Linked DNA regions of Mus musculus: regions 1 and 2 are each linked to region 3. A link is a contact called in public Hi-C and HiChIP or PLAC-seq data. All regions are on one chromosome and are shown on one strand. The core of a region is the stretch at or near the end of the contact, and the rest is flanking DNA. Distances in the headings are between cores, read along the strand shown. Region 1 holds the start of Aqp8 (aquaporin 8). Region 2 holds the start of Arhgap17 (Rho GTPase activating protein 17). Region 3 overlaps Prkcb (protein kinase C, beta).

Evidence for each region. A called contact is a pair of places that touch in the nucleus more often than the background predicts. HiChIP or PLAC-seq counts read pairs in DNA pulled down with a chosen protein or histone mark.
Region 1: a Hi-C map of embryonic stem cells shows a contact between it and region 3, with 5 times the contacts expected there. The contact joins the promoter of Aqp8 here to the enhancer-like site in region 3. A contact is called at or near these places in 16 of 39 promoter capture datasets (the 3T3-L1 cell line, 3T3-L1-derived adipocytes, the C10 cell line and 10 more), 2 of 15 datasets of contacts at CTCF or cohesin (embryonic stem cells and stem cell-derived epiblast-like cells), 44 of 484 Hi-C or Micro-C datasets (B cells, the Ba/F3 cell line, the C10 cell line and 25 more), 3 of 115 datasets of contacts at active chromatin or transcription factors (astrocytes, embryonic forebrain and embryonic stem cells) and 4 of 9 other capture datasets (adipose tissue, embryonic stem cells, liver and 1 more).
Region 2: an H3K27ac HiChIP or PLAC-seq map of embryonic stem cells shows a contact between it and region 3, with 3 times the contacts expected there. The contact joins the promoter of Arhgap17 here to the enhancer-like site in region 3. A contact is called at or near these places in 4 of 39 promoter capture datasets (the C10 cell line, hippocampal neurons, liver and 1 more) and 3 of 115 datasets of contacts at active chromatin or transcription factors (embryonic stem cells and microglia).

What each region holds. Positions count from the first base shown.
Region 1 is chr7:123,459,138-123,463,875 of GRCm38.p6, reverse strand. Aqp8 (aquaporin 8) reads right to left here and starts at 1,582. Exons shown (of 6, transcript NM_001109045.1): 1 at 1,418-1,582; 2 at 1,058-1,302. The coding sequence starts at 1,429.
Region 2 is chr7:123,367,506-123,371,736 of GRCm38.p6, reverse strand. It overlaps Arhgap17 (Rho GTPase activating protein 17), which reads left to right and starts at 1,822. Exons shown (of 20, transcript NM_144529.2): 1 at 1,822-1,983. The coding sequence starts at 1,931.
Region 3 is chr7:122,475,787-122,480,107 of GRCm38.p6, reverse strand. The region is part of intron 5 of Prkcb (protein kinase C, beta); the gene reads right to left. Among named protein-coding and RNA genes, the nearest start is that of Gm51497, 180 kb to the right of the region's middle. Within about 2 kb of position 1,592, at least 59 of the 459 cell types and tissues checked have an H3K27ac peak or open chromatin away from gene starts, as enhancers often do. A contact at or near this core is called in cerebellum, cortical neurons, embryonic forebrain and 6 more, where this site is marked.

The sequences.
Region 1 (4,738 bases), core at 333-2,832, 980 kb before region 3:
CCTTTCAGAAATGTGGCCAAAGTGCTGTACCTACAGTCGGTACAGCTGACTGCAAAAGCAAGATGTTGGTGCGTGTTCAGCAGGCATCTCTGCCTGCTGGTCATACTCCGGGCTTCACTGAAGCTGATGCTGCCCTCTTCTGCATCACACAGCTAAACACAAGCTCAGAGGCTCGCCTTGGTTGCCCAGCCAGGAAGCCACCAGGCCTACCTAGATAGAAGGTCATGTGCCTTTCACCCTGCCCAGAACTCCTGCACCCCCACCCACCCATTTAAAGAGATAATAAACTGTCCATTGTTTCTTCCCAGAGGGCAGTAACTCAATGTCCTCACTCAGATCTGATTTCGAGTGAGATAGAGAACAGCCCTATCCCAGTCCCCCTGTCAGATGACCCAATCGGAATGTCTACCATTACAGCTGGCTCTTCTGGGAAACAGCCCACCTCCCATCAACCCATTCTACTGGGCTCCTACCCAGATAAAAAACCAAGGGATGGTCATTTTTCTGCCTCTAAAAAACAAAACAAAACAAAACACTCTTGTCAGGTTGAAGCCCCTGCACTTTCTGTGCATCGCAGTGGACAAAAACCCGGCGCTTTGCTTTTTCCAATTCACTCCCAAAGAGTAGCAGCAACAGTAGTGAATACTGAGCACCCCACGATCCCATCTCCCCAAGACAATCCCTCGGCTTTGGACACTAAGCCAGACAGCTTGAATTTGACTCCTGGCTCCACCACCTGGTAGCAAATACCTCATCTCAGTGATGTGGACTTTTCTCTTTTGCAAATATAAAACGGGAAATAACAGAACCTATTTCTTAAGTTTGTCACTAGAATCAAATATCTGAATCATGCTCAGTATAGAGCAGAGGCAATAGCTAGCAATGGGTATATGTTGGCTCGAAGCTAACTTTAACATGTAGTAACAGTATGACTCCTATTTAATAGTCTTCACAGACTGCAGAGCTAGATGACCCACCCCCACGTTTGTAAGACCATAAGTGGGTGCCCAAGAATTCCCCAGATTGGCACTAAGCTAATGATGAGGTCTGGTCTCACCTGATGTTCCCCAAGGTAGCAATGATGAGCCCCAAGGCCAGCCCATGAGCCAAGGCAGGCTGCAGGAGCCCAGTATTCGGACTATTCTCAATGACCGATAGACATCCGATGAAGATGAAGAGAGCGGAGCCCACAAGTTCCACTATACATGGTTGTACGTATTGCTCATACCAGAACACACGGCATCTGCCAGCCATGCTGGTCTTCACCTTGACCTCAGGTAGGTCCATACTACACATTGGTGTCTGCCGTAGGGGGAAAAAAAGACAGGAAACATGGGTGGCAGAGGCCCCAAGACAAAAGCCCCCACCCCCAGCCTTGACCAAATCCTTAGTGCCCTTGCCCAGGCAACAGACTCACCTCCCCAGACATCTGCTCAAGAAGATCCGAGCCAGAGCTACCAGGAGCTTCGCCGGCTGCCCTAGATTGTACTCACTTATCTCTAGGTCACAGACTGGAGGTAGAGTCTAGCGGACTCTGCGCTTTTAAAGGACTGGGGACATTCACCAAAGGTGTCCAGAAAGCAATAAAGCCCGAATGGGAGGTGGCCCAGAAGAGTCAACTTTTTTTTTCTAATCTCAACAGGGCAAGGGCCACGTGGGATCAATGATTGCTGGGCTTAGTGCCAGCAACAGGAAAGGCGTGGTTAGCTTGTATCATGTGCATGAGTGCTCAGGCCTGAGGAAGGTCCCAGCAGGAGACACTGCACACTCAGTAACAGCCAGCTCCGCTACCATTGACATTCCACCATCCTCGTGGGTCTCTTTCCCACCCAGGACCTTTTCCACAAATACCCTGATCACCTGACCCAGCGAGTGTGTGAGCTGATGATGGCTGCTGGCTGCCTAAGGCAGTAGGGACAATATGGCACTGTTGTGTATGGTAAAGCTGGTGGACTTTGGAAACCTGGGGATGAGTAGGAGTAGGACCTACGGGCTTACCTACCCAAAGCCAGGGAACCACCAGTGAGATGCACCCCTCTGCTCACACTGCCTGCACTGACACCCCAGCTCAGCTTGTACAAGCCAAGAGCTAACCACGCAATTGAGTGCCACTGAGCTCGAGTCACTTTCACTGTTTCATCGGCAAATGACAGCGACTGAGCTAATGGCATGGCATCCTTACAGGGCTTCAATGAGTGAAGAAATGAAAAGGACTCAAGGTAGCTCCAGATACAGTACAAAAATGCCAGAGTCCATGAACTCAGAATATATGTGTAAGCCCCTCATGGCGTGCGAGTGGCCAGGCCCTGCCCCTGAGGATCTCCAACTGCTATAATCACCACTCAGGTGGCCCAGCTCCGCCCTACAGAGTAAAAAGCCCAAGATCAGGATTTGAAGTCCCACTAATCCCCACCCTGGAAAGTTCTACCCTGGAAAGTTCTGTTCCCCTACCCCTAAGCCCAAAATAAAGCCTGTCTTCTGCTCAGTTCTCTGCCGCTTCTTGTCTGAGCAGAGGTAGCCACCCTCCTGGGTTTTTCCCTTCTAATAAATCTCTTGTATGAAATTTGTCATGCAGAATGGCTTTGTGGTATCCCTTGGCTCCCAACTGCCAGGAAACCTTTCCCTTCAAAGCTATAAAACTTACAGCGGGGGGGGGGGGACACCCCATGAGCTATACCAGTTCCCCTTCCCCACAGACCTGTAATACCCATATAGACACCCACGGGCAAGAGTTCATATGTATTAACGTCCACCAACCTTAGAATGCACACTCGGATGTTACAGTGCCAGCAGCTGGCTAAGAGCCTTGCATACATTGCCTCAGGTTCACCTGGAGAACACTCCATGAGGAGGGTCCAATCTTTACAGCATGCCGCAGAAGAAAAAGCACTTTTTCACGATGACAAAGCCTAAGATCATAATAACAGTGAAATGTCACAAAAGGACAATGTAAATCAAGTTATATAAGGGACCGGGACAAAAGGACAATGTAAATCAAGTTATATAAGGGACCGGGACAAAAGGACAACGTAAATCAACTTACATAAGGGACCGGGACAGTCGGGTTTGTAAATACAAAAGGAGGGATGGGGTCAGGAGGGGCTTAGTTGGTGGGATGCGTGTTTTGCACTCTGAACCCTAGGTTTGATCCTCTCCTAAGCACCCCACAGAACCTGACGTGGTGGTGCACACCTGTAATGCCGACACGGGGGAGGTGAGTGCAGGAGGGGGCATCTTAGCTACACAGAAAGGTCACCCTTAGTTACACAGAAAGGTTGATGCCAACCTGGCTATATGAGATCTTATCTTAAAAAAAAAAGTAGGAACAGGGCAGGGGGGAGGGAGACTGTGCAGTGTGGCCTAGTGGGTAAAAGTAGTTTTTCCCCAAGCTTAATAACTGAATTCTATCCTCAGGACCTAACTATGTGGTAGAAGGAGAAAACCAACCTCTGCAAGCTGTCCTCTGAGCTACACACACACACACACACACACACACACACACACACTCTCTCTCTCTCTCTCTCTCTCTAAATAGATAGATAAATAGATAAATAAACAAATTGTTTATTTGTCTGTTTGTTAGTTTGGTTAGTGGTTTCCAAAGCCTGAAGTAGAGTGATTTTTTTTTTTTTGGTTGGGGAGATGAAGACATTCTAGAGATGAGTGTTAGAGATAGATAACAAGCAGCTGAGGATAATTAACACCACTAAGCTGTACACTCGCAATAGTTAAAGTGGTCAATTTTCTGTTACACACACACTTTGCCACTTAGTGGAAGAAAAGGCTATAAACTCAACTATATCCATTAGCTTTGAAGAGACTATCAGAAGGACAGGAGAGACTGAGAGAGATAGGGAAGGAGGGAGGGAGGGAGAAAGGGAGGCAGGAAGATGCAATGTTCCTTCCTCTTTGTCTCACAAATGTTTAAATAGCTGCTATGAGCCCATCACTACTGTAACCGTTGAGTTTCAGGATTCTGCTAGGCTGAGAGCTCTGGCCTGACTGTGTGGATGGAGACAGAGGACTAATATTAAAGGCTTGGAGTTTAACCATCATTTCTAGCACTTACCGAGAACGCACAACATGTGCATCCAGCCCCACCATCACGCTGAATCTCTTCCCAGCATCCCTGAGATTAGTCCTGTTAGTCATTGTCCTTACTGTCAGATGATTAAAGGAGACACAAAGAGACTAGAGACCTTGAGCACACTGGTACAGATTAAAACTATCCACTCCAGGACAGAGGTAGACACACCCAGACAATTGCCTGCCTTGTAAACCAGGGCAGGGAAGCAGGCCTCCCTACGCATCTTTGTATGGCCAAAGGTTTAGGCCTTGCTTTCACGATGTTTGTCTTCCCATCCTGTTTCCTGCCTCCTTCTACCCCAACATCACAGTACACAGTATGTTTCTTTGGTCCCTGTGAGAGCAAGATAAGATAGTCACCACACATCCTCCCAGCAGATCTTCCAGAACAATTCTCTCTGTTTCTGCCCAGATCAGCACCGCTTCCTGTTTTAGAAAGTCAAACTAGGAGTGAGAAGGTGGCTCAGTGGTTAAAGTCTTTGCCCCATGAGCATGAAACTTGAGTTTGAATCCCCAGAATTCACATAAAACCTGAAACGATCCAGCGAGTCACAATTCCAGAGTTCCTACCACACAGAGATGCAGAGGCAGGGCGGGAGGCAGAGGCAAGAGAATCCCCAGATACTAGTGGGCTGGTTAGCCTAGTGTGTAC
Region 2 (4,231 bases), core at 573-3,072, 890 kb before region 3:
AAATGGTCTTGAAGTCCTGTCTGTCTTGCTTTAATAAATCTTGTTGGACGGGGTGCCACAAGCCTGTAATTCTAGCATTTGGCCGGTGGAGGCAGGAGGATCAGTAATTTAAGGCCATTCTCAGCTATGAGACTCCTCAAAAACAAAACAAAACAAAACAAAACAAAAACCCAAACCAAAACAAAGCCTTATTTCAACACTTCCTGTTGTAATTAATGTTGGTGACTTGCAGTTTGCTGCCTGACTTGAGGGTCCACACTTGTGTTGTAATCGCTACAGATTTTTAATTTTCTTGTTCTTTGAGCTCAAGATGCATCCTGCATTAGTTATTTTGCTCTCTGTTTTAAGAAAATGCAGGACAAGAAGCAATGTGAGGGAGGAAGGATTTAAACCAGCTTCCAGTTCTAGGAAGGGATGTTTACCATGATGGGGAAGGCACTGCAATAGACAGTTTTTTGAGGCAGCTCGCAGGAAGACCACACTGCCTCCACGTTCAGAAAGCAGAAGGAGACGAAAGCTCCTAACTCAGCTAGTTTTCTGCGGTCTGGGGCCACAGATGATGGAATGCTGTGGCCCACATTTAGAGTGGATCTTCCCACGTCAATTAACCTGATGTAGAAACTTCTTCACAGACACACACAGAGATTTGTTTCCAAGGTGATTCTAGATTCTGTCACGTTGACACTTTAAACCATCGCACAGCCTGTAAAGGATGCCTTAGCCCACGGGGCACAGGGAATGTTGTGTGGAGCCAAGGCTGCCAAGTCAGGAGGACATGGCTGCGGGTCATAAAACTAACTTGGCTCAGTTGGACGAAAGGGCTCAGCAATGCGAAATGATCCCACCAAGTTCCCCAGCCTGTTACTGTAGGGCTGGGAATCAGAACCTCGCGGTCATTTATGGCAGCGGGGACTCAGAGGCCCATCAGTGCAGGGGCCTAGGGAAGGCCAGTCTCCTTTGGCTGGGGAGTCTGGGGGTCCTCATCTGATTGACCCTACTCTTTTGGCCTTTCCCATGGACCAGTTCAAGTACTGAGGGCGCGGAGCTGGTTCACCCTATAGATCTGCTTCAGCTCACTCCTGCTAGGTTAGGATAAACCCTGGTCTGACCCGCCGCTATAGGTTAGGTCCACTCGCTCAGCTTAACCTCAGCTCGTTTCAGTTCGCCTTCACTTGACCGGGCATCACTCGTCTAGGACTACTATTCCGCTCGGCTTGGCCGGACTCTTCTCCCCCCAAACCCCTTCCCGGGCTGGCCTGACTCCGGGTCCGACTGGACAAGACCCCATCCCTGTGTTCCGCCTTGCCGGACCGGACCAGGATCTGCGAGGCTCACTTGCGTTCTAGTTGTCACCACTAGAGTAGGTAGCTAAGTTTGGCTCTGCTCGGCCCATCCTGCCCAGCTCTAATTCAGAACCGCTGTGTCCAGGTGCCGGGCTGGGGTAGTCTCCGCTCTTCTTAGCAGAGCCACTCTCGTCCGTCTCCGATTGGCTCAACTCCATTCCTCTCCGCTCACCGATTGGTTCGGCTCCACTCAAGTTCGCCCAGCTCTGCTCCGTCCAGCTACGCCTGACTTCTCCGGTTTCGGCCGGACCAAGCTCGGCTCCACCTATCTAGTTTCGACCCTGTTCGGCTCGGCTCTACCCACCTCGGCGCGGCCTCATTGGTCCCCGCCCTGAACCACTTAACTCCGCCCATGTTGGGTCCGTCCGCACCTGTTCCACCTCTCTGGTTTCGGCCTCTTTCGGCTAGGCTCGGCCCAACTCGTGGTAGGGGCGGGCGGCGACGCTGGAAGTGACGCGGCGAGGGGCGGGGCCGAATTGTAGCCTCCGTCACCGCCTCCGGGGCCGGGAAGCGATGTAGGTAGGACCCGCCAGACGGTCCCCAGTTCTCCTCCGCCCGCCTGCCGCGCCGCCACCGCCGCCGCCGCCATGAAGAAGCAATTCAACCGCATGAAGCAGCTGGCCAATCAGACTGTCGGCAGGCGAGTGCGCGGGTCGCGCCGGCGGGGGGCGCGCGGGGGGCGGGCCGGTCCTGCGCGCGAGGAGCCGGGGAGCGGGGAGAGCCGGGCGCGGCCCGGCCTTGGGCCCCGCGGGGCGGGGGTCTGCGCCTAGCTACGGCTTGGGCGCTGCCCATTGTCCTGGCCGGAGGAGCATCGTCCTCGGGAGACTCACGAGGGTCTTTACTCCTCCCTGTCCCCGCCAGCCGGAGCTCGCCGCCTGGTGCGAAAACTCCGTAAACTTGTGTGCCTCTCGCAGTGCCAGGCGCGCAGCTTTGGGGCCGGTGTTCTCAGGCTCTCCCCGCTGATCCGCTGTTGCAGCCTTCCTCCTAGAAGAGCTTGCTGGTCACTGGGAACCTAAGGGGTGTTAGGCTACTGTGGCTTGCCCAGTTAAGTTCAGCCCCCCTCCCCTCTGTGAAGGAATCGAGAACTGCAGTCTCAAAATCCAGGCTTTTGGGAGTTTGCTGTGAGTTCTTGAGGTCTAGAGGTTTGGAAAGCGAAAAGGATGCCTTTTCTCATCTCACCTTGGATGTGGTATTTTCTGACACTGAGTGAGTGCTTGACAAGAAACTGATTTTTTTTTTTTTTAATGAAAGAATACAGGAGGGACAGTAGATGAGTAGGCTGTAGAACAGGAACGATTTGCGGTTTTTAGAGCTTTCAGGAGGCTGTTGTCATGTGCTGTGCTATCTGGAACAAATATTTCAAGGTCTTGCAGGGCGGATAGCTTTGCCGAACCAATTTGCTGGTTATTCTGCACGAAGATAGATGGGTTTTTCACAGCTCTTGCTGTTACCCTCCTCCCTTAGCAGTTAAGGACAGTTTGGTTTGGTTGAAGCACGTGAGACACTTCTTTTTTTATGTGTACGAAAATACTTTTACTTCCTCTTGGGTTTTCTAAATTTGCTTTTTACAATGTTTCATTTCCCCCAACCTTTTGCTAAGTTTTGTTATTGAATTTCTAAAAAGAAAAATAGAAGGGAAGAAAAATCCCTCCATCATGTAATCTTGGTATCCTCTATCCAGACTCAGTCCCTGCCCCTTAAACCCACACATGCCTAGTTTTTTGTTGCGTGTAGAGTTAGAGAAAGACTAGGGTCAAGGCGAGTAATCCTAATGGCATGAACAAGAAATATGATGAGAAGTGATAATTTTCTTGTGAGTCTTGTACTCCTTGCAGATATGCATGGCAGAATCAAAACTTAGTGGCTGCCACAATGCCTTTGTTAGATTTGTTATTGATTAGGTTTCGTCCTGTGTGGGACAAGGGAAAGTTGCTGGTTTTATGCAAAGTCTTGAGAGCTTTCTGCCTTGAAAGCTGGTTAGGGTTTTGTGGGCCCCTGCTTCTCCTTAGTCTCTCTTCCTAGTTTTACATTCTGGCCAGACTTGCCCACTTTCAGTTCCCACAGGAGGCCTATGTTTCTTATATGTTAACCTCTTCCTGGAATTCCCATAAGCCTCTCTTACCACACCTGGCCGATAGATAACCTTTCATGCTCTTCACTTCTCTCAGTCTCCATGTCCTTAGAAGATCCTTGATGTCTTGGATGGGCACCGTCTTGAGGCCATGCGCTACCTGCTTTCTATCTTCAAACGTCCTCTTTACCTGCTCGTGTTGGCTATTTGAGCACCGGGAGAGTCTTTCCTATGAGTCTTGGATTCCCAGGGTCTGTGTGTGACTCCCATCCCAGGACAGATGACCTGTCAAAATTGTCAATTCTGGGACTCCAGCTTGTCCTGCATTGCCTGGTGCTGCGGAATTAAGTTTGGGAAAATATGAACAGGATGGAGTGGTAGTGATTCATACTGGGACAGTAATTCTGGCCCTGACCTTTGACTCTGTTTGAAAGTCTTTATTGCTGGATGCCAGGGGAAGCTGCAGCTATTACAGAGCTGTAAGGGTGTGGTAGCCATGAGACTAAAGTCAGAACATCTGTTTTTACTGGGTTGAAAATCTGTTGCTCTCTTGTCGTTGATTTCCTAGATAACTCCCCCCCCCCCCCCCGTGTGTATGTGTGTGTGCGCGCGCACACGAGCTCAAGTTTTCCCTATTTAAGTAACCCTAAGGGGGTAGGAAGAAAAATGGAGGCTAGAACTGAGAATTATTATTCAGTGAGCCAGATGGTTGGTACACTCCCATCAGAAGCAGATCGTGGGTGTCTTTGGGCAAAGAAGAATGCTTTTCTAGCACAGATTTCTCCCAGCTGTGATCTGGATAGAGGAGGAGTTTATC
Region 3 (4,321 bases), core at 343-2,842:
CTAACATCATGAGTTGAGGAGATCTGGTAAACCATACATAGCCAAGGAGAACCCCACGGGAAAAGCTGGCAGCTCCAAGGCAGAAGAGAAATGGAAGCTGTGTGTTTGCTGAAGGCTGGAGGGAAAGCATACCTACCCCTCAAGTTGAAGTCATTTCCATTCCTAAAGTCTCAGTGTGGGCACAATGGCTAATGGCCTAGGCTTTAGCTTCAACAGAACAGGAATCAGACTTCAGTTACGCTCATGCACCAAGCCAAGTCACCGTGGGTAATTTCATGGGTTGGTTTGAATGAAAATGACTCCCATAAACTCACAGTTAGTGGCACTAATGGGAGGTGTGGTCTTTTGGGAGTAGGTGTGACCTTGCTGGAGTAGGCGTGGTCTTGTTAGAGGAAGTGTGTCACAGGGGGTGGGCTTTGAGGTTTCAAACACTCATGCCTGGCCTAGTATCACTCTCTCCTCTAGCTGCCTGCAATCCAGATCTAGAACTCTCAGCTCCCTCTCCAGGTCCATGTCTGTCTGTGTGCCTCAGTCAGTAAAGTCCTCTGAGTATCAGTTTCCCCAACTATAAACAAAGAGAAAAACATATCAGTACTAAAAAGAACTAAGCACTGTGCCTAGTACAGACTGTGCTATATATACATGCTGGTCCCCATATGCATTGAGTCTTGAAAGGACATACATGCTCTCCCCTCACCCCCCTTCAGGTGGGAGTATGCTCTTTGTAAGGCACCTACGACCTCTAGCAACCTAGATCGCTGGTGTGTTCATTAGGGACAGCACAGGGATCAGGGTTCGCTGATCTCAGTAATAAGTCTCTGTAAGTGAGCAGTCTCAGACTGTAAGCATTAGGGATGAGGAAGAGGAAGCTACAGTTGCTAGTCTTTGCACACACTGACCAATCATCTGTAAACACTCAGACCCAGAAGAGAGCTTTGTTGCCCTTTTGAGCCTGGTCCATGTGGGTAAATGGCTTTGCCAATTTTCCATGGGTCCAGTGCCTTGGGGTCCTTGCTGAGGGTTGCCCATGTCAACAACACACTCACTCGGGACTTTGTCCACTCTAGGCTTCCTCTGCTACCTACAGGTTGACAGCTGTCAAGTGTCTGCCTCTACAAAACAAAGAAATAAGCTGAGGCTGGGGGTAGCTCCAGTGGTAAGGGCTTGCCTTGACTCACACAAGGCGCTGAGTTCCAGCCTCAGCACCAGGCAGGGTGGAAAAACGAAGAAAGAAAAATTCAAAGAAAGAAGGGAAAAGATGGCACGGGGTGTCCTTGGAGACAGCTGGATCTTTGATGACTTGTCTTTTTCTACTAACCACAATTTCCTACAGACCAGTTCACTTTTCAATTTGAAAGGCCTCTTAGATTGGGGTTTCTTAAGCTATAGGCAAAGACAGTGGGCTAGACTGGAAGAAGAAACAAAATCAAAGGCTCATTGATCTTCAACCCGGGGAGCAGGCTCTTAGCTCTCATCCCAAATCCCTGCAGAGACTGATTCTCTGAGCTGAGGCAGGCACCCAGCGAGGGTCAGAGAAGGCAGCTGCGTGAGAGCCCAAATCCAGCCATCCCTGGCTGCCTCACGCAGCTCAGAGTGGGAGGAGGAGGCACAGACAATAGCAGTCCGCTACCCAGCCTTCTCACCGCCTTCCCAGCCCTTCTCAAAGCCCAGCAGGCAGCTGATGATAACTCAGGGCATCTGACAGAGCATCGAAAGCTTGCTGTCTCTCCAGTTTCCAATCACCAGGTGTCTGAAAGGGTTACACGAGCAGGCAGCTTCTGCCCTCATTAGGAGCTCTTGGGTGGCCAGAAAAGATGATTGTAAAAGGGGTGTCAGGTTCATGAGCCAGGTGATAAGAAGGGATGGAGAGGCCCCCAGAGTTCAGACCTCCCGACCCTTGCGGAGGAGACTTCTCATTTACAATCCATTTGCATTGCATATTTAACAGGACTCCAGCTTACTCTTGGAGCAATCATTGTCATGCACAGAAGAAATTCTGCCTTCGTGTTCTGCTCGCTTGAATGATCCTGCGGGAGGAGAGCCACAGAGCAGGTCTGCGCAACAGCATCTGCCCTCCAGGAAAACAAGACCTCAATCAGCCCACAGTGATGCAGAAGGCAGCAGACCACACTATTCCGGGGTAGACAACCAACTAAATAAAGCCGTGGTTACATCATGCAGAAGGCCAAACAGAGGGAAAATTCCAAAGGCTTTTCTTTTTTCCAAGAGACTGTGTAAGAACCATCAGACTAATTGTATGCAAGTCTTGTACTATGATTGTCAAACTGCAGCCGAATCACGTAAATGAGCTGTCAGTGGCTTGGTCTGAGCTCTCCGGAAAAAAAGAAGCCTTCTTCCCCAGTTCGCAGAGCAGTCCTCATTTCGGCTTGATTGATATGCACGCACCCAAGCTTGGCAAAGAGTTTTTAATTTTATGGTCCAAAAGCCACAGGGTCTCCACTATCCCTAAAGAATTAAAACACTGTCCAACAGTATAATTAAGTGTTAAGGTCTCTGTATTAAGACAGACAGGAGGTCGAATCCCAGATAACAAGTGCTAGCTCTGTAACCTTGACCAAGTCGTTTAACCTCTGACACCACGCCTGCTCACCAGTGTGTGTGTGTGTGTGTGTGTGTGTGTGTGTGTGTGTGTGTGTGGTGTGTGATTATAGGTAGGGTCTCTTACTCCGAACTCTCACCTAGGGTTCATCAGCCTGGTTAGACTGGCTGGCCTGCAACCCCAGCAATTCTCCTGTCTCTGCCTTCCCAGCAAGGAGATTGCAGGCCTGCAGCACCACGGAGCGGCAGAGCTCAGTTCTCATACCGACGCACAAACATTTTACTTGCCAAGCCTTCTTGCTTCCCCTTACTAAACCTTCTAACTTTCCTGTCCTCATCTATACAATGGGGAAGTGTATTGGCCCCTTGGAGGTTAAACGATACTGCACATGCTCCATGCCTGCTGCTTCTGCCTAGTGGAAAGTCAAGAGACGACGCTGGCTGTCATTGAGGAGAAAAAAAAATCGAATGATAATTACACACCTTCAAGGAGTTGTAGGACCTACCAGAGACTCTTATTGTACTCGGAGAAAAAGAGCAATCTTTATAGCAGATGACGAAGCATTCTGCTGGGCTTTGCTCTCTTGGCTGTACCAGTTAATATAACACAGCGTCCTGCTGTGCCTCGGGCATGCAGGCACACACAGTGGTCCAGGAGCCAAGAGCATCCATGCTGTGGCTTTCCTAGGTGCTGTGCCTCTACCTCCCTCCAGGGAACCACCTGTCTTCCTCCTTCACTTCCTGCAAGCCTTCAATCAAAAGTCCCCATCTTGTAGCTCACTCATCAGACCTCAGCTAAAACTGCAAGTTCTCCTCACCCTCCTTTCCAGATCCGGCTTTCTCTGTGTAGTACTTAACATCTAGTTTTTCAGTCTGTATCTGTGAGACCATTTGGATTCAGGAGTCCCATGGATACTCAAGTCCATGGACACTCAAGTCCTTTATATTAAAAGGCTACAGTGTTTGCATATAATTAATGCATGTTCTCCCATTTATTATACTTAGCAAAAAAAAATTTTTTTAGATTGGGTCCATAGTCCAGGGTGTCCCAGAGCTTACAATCCCCCTGCCTCAGCTTCCTGAGGTCTGGGAATACAGTAGTATGCACCACTATACCCAGCTCAAATCCTCCTCCATACTTTAAGACCATCTCTATATTACTTACACTATCCAGTGCAGTATAGATGCCATGTAACTGCTGGGCTACATTATCTGGACAATAATGTCTAGAAAAGAATCTGCACATGCTCTGTCCAGGTGCAACTTCTCATAAACAGTTTCAGAAAAGGTTGCTTGGGTCTGGATGGGGGACCCAAGGACACCAGAAGGCTGTCTGTATTCTGCTTAGTGCCTCTGCTTTATTCTCTACAACAGAGACCCTCAGTCTATAACATGACCTGACCCACCACCTATGTCAATAAGCAAAGTTCTGTCGGCCACACAAAGCCACACCCATCCCTTCGCACACTGCCTGCAGCTACTGTGGTATTACAATGGCACAGCTGAGTGTCTGTCAGCAACAACAATAACAACAAAACTGACTGTCAAGTTGTGTACTAGAATGTAACTTCCTGTCCTCATGCGGACAGGACAAATTCCCAGGGACTAAGTCAGTGTCCAAGACCGAGAAAATGTTCAGTGAGAACTTTTTAAAAAGATGTATTTATTTAATATATATGAGTGCTCTATCTGCAAATATGCCTGCCTGCCAGAAGAGGGCATCAGATCCCAATATAGATCTGACTGTGAGCCACCAGGGTGG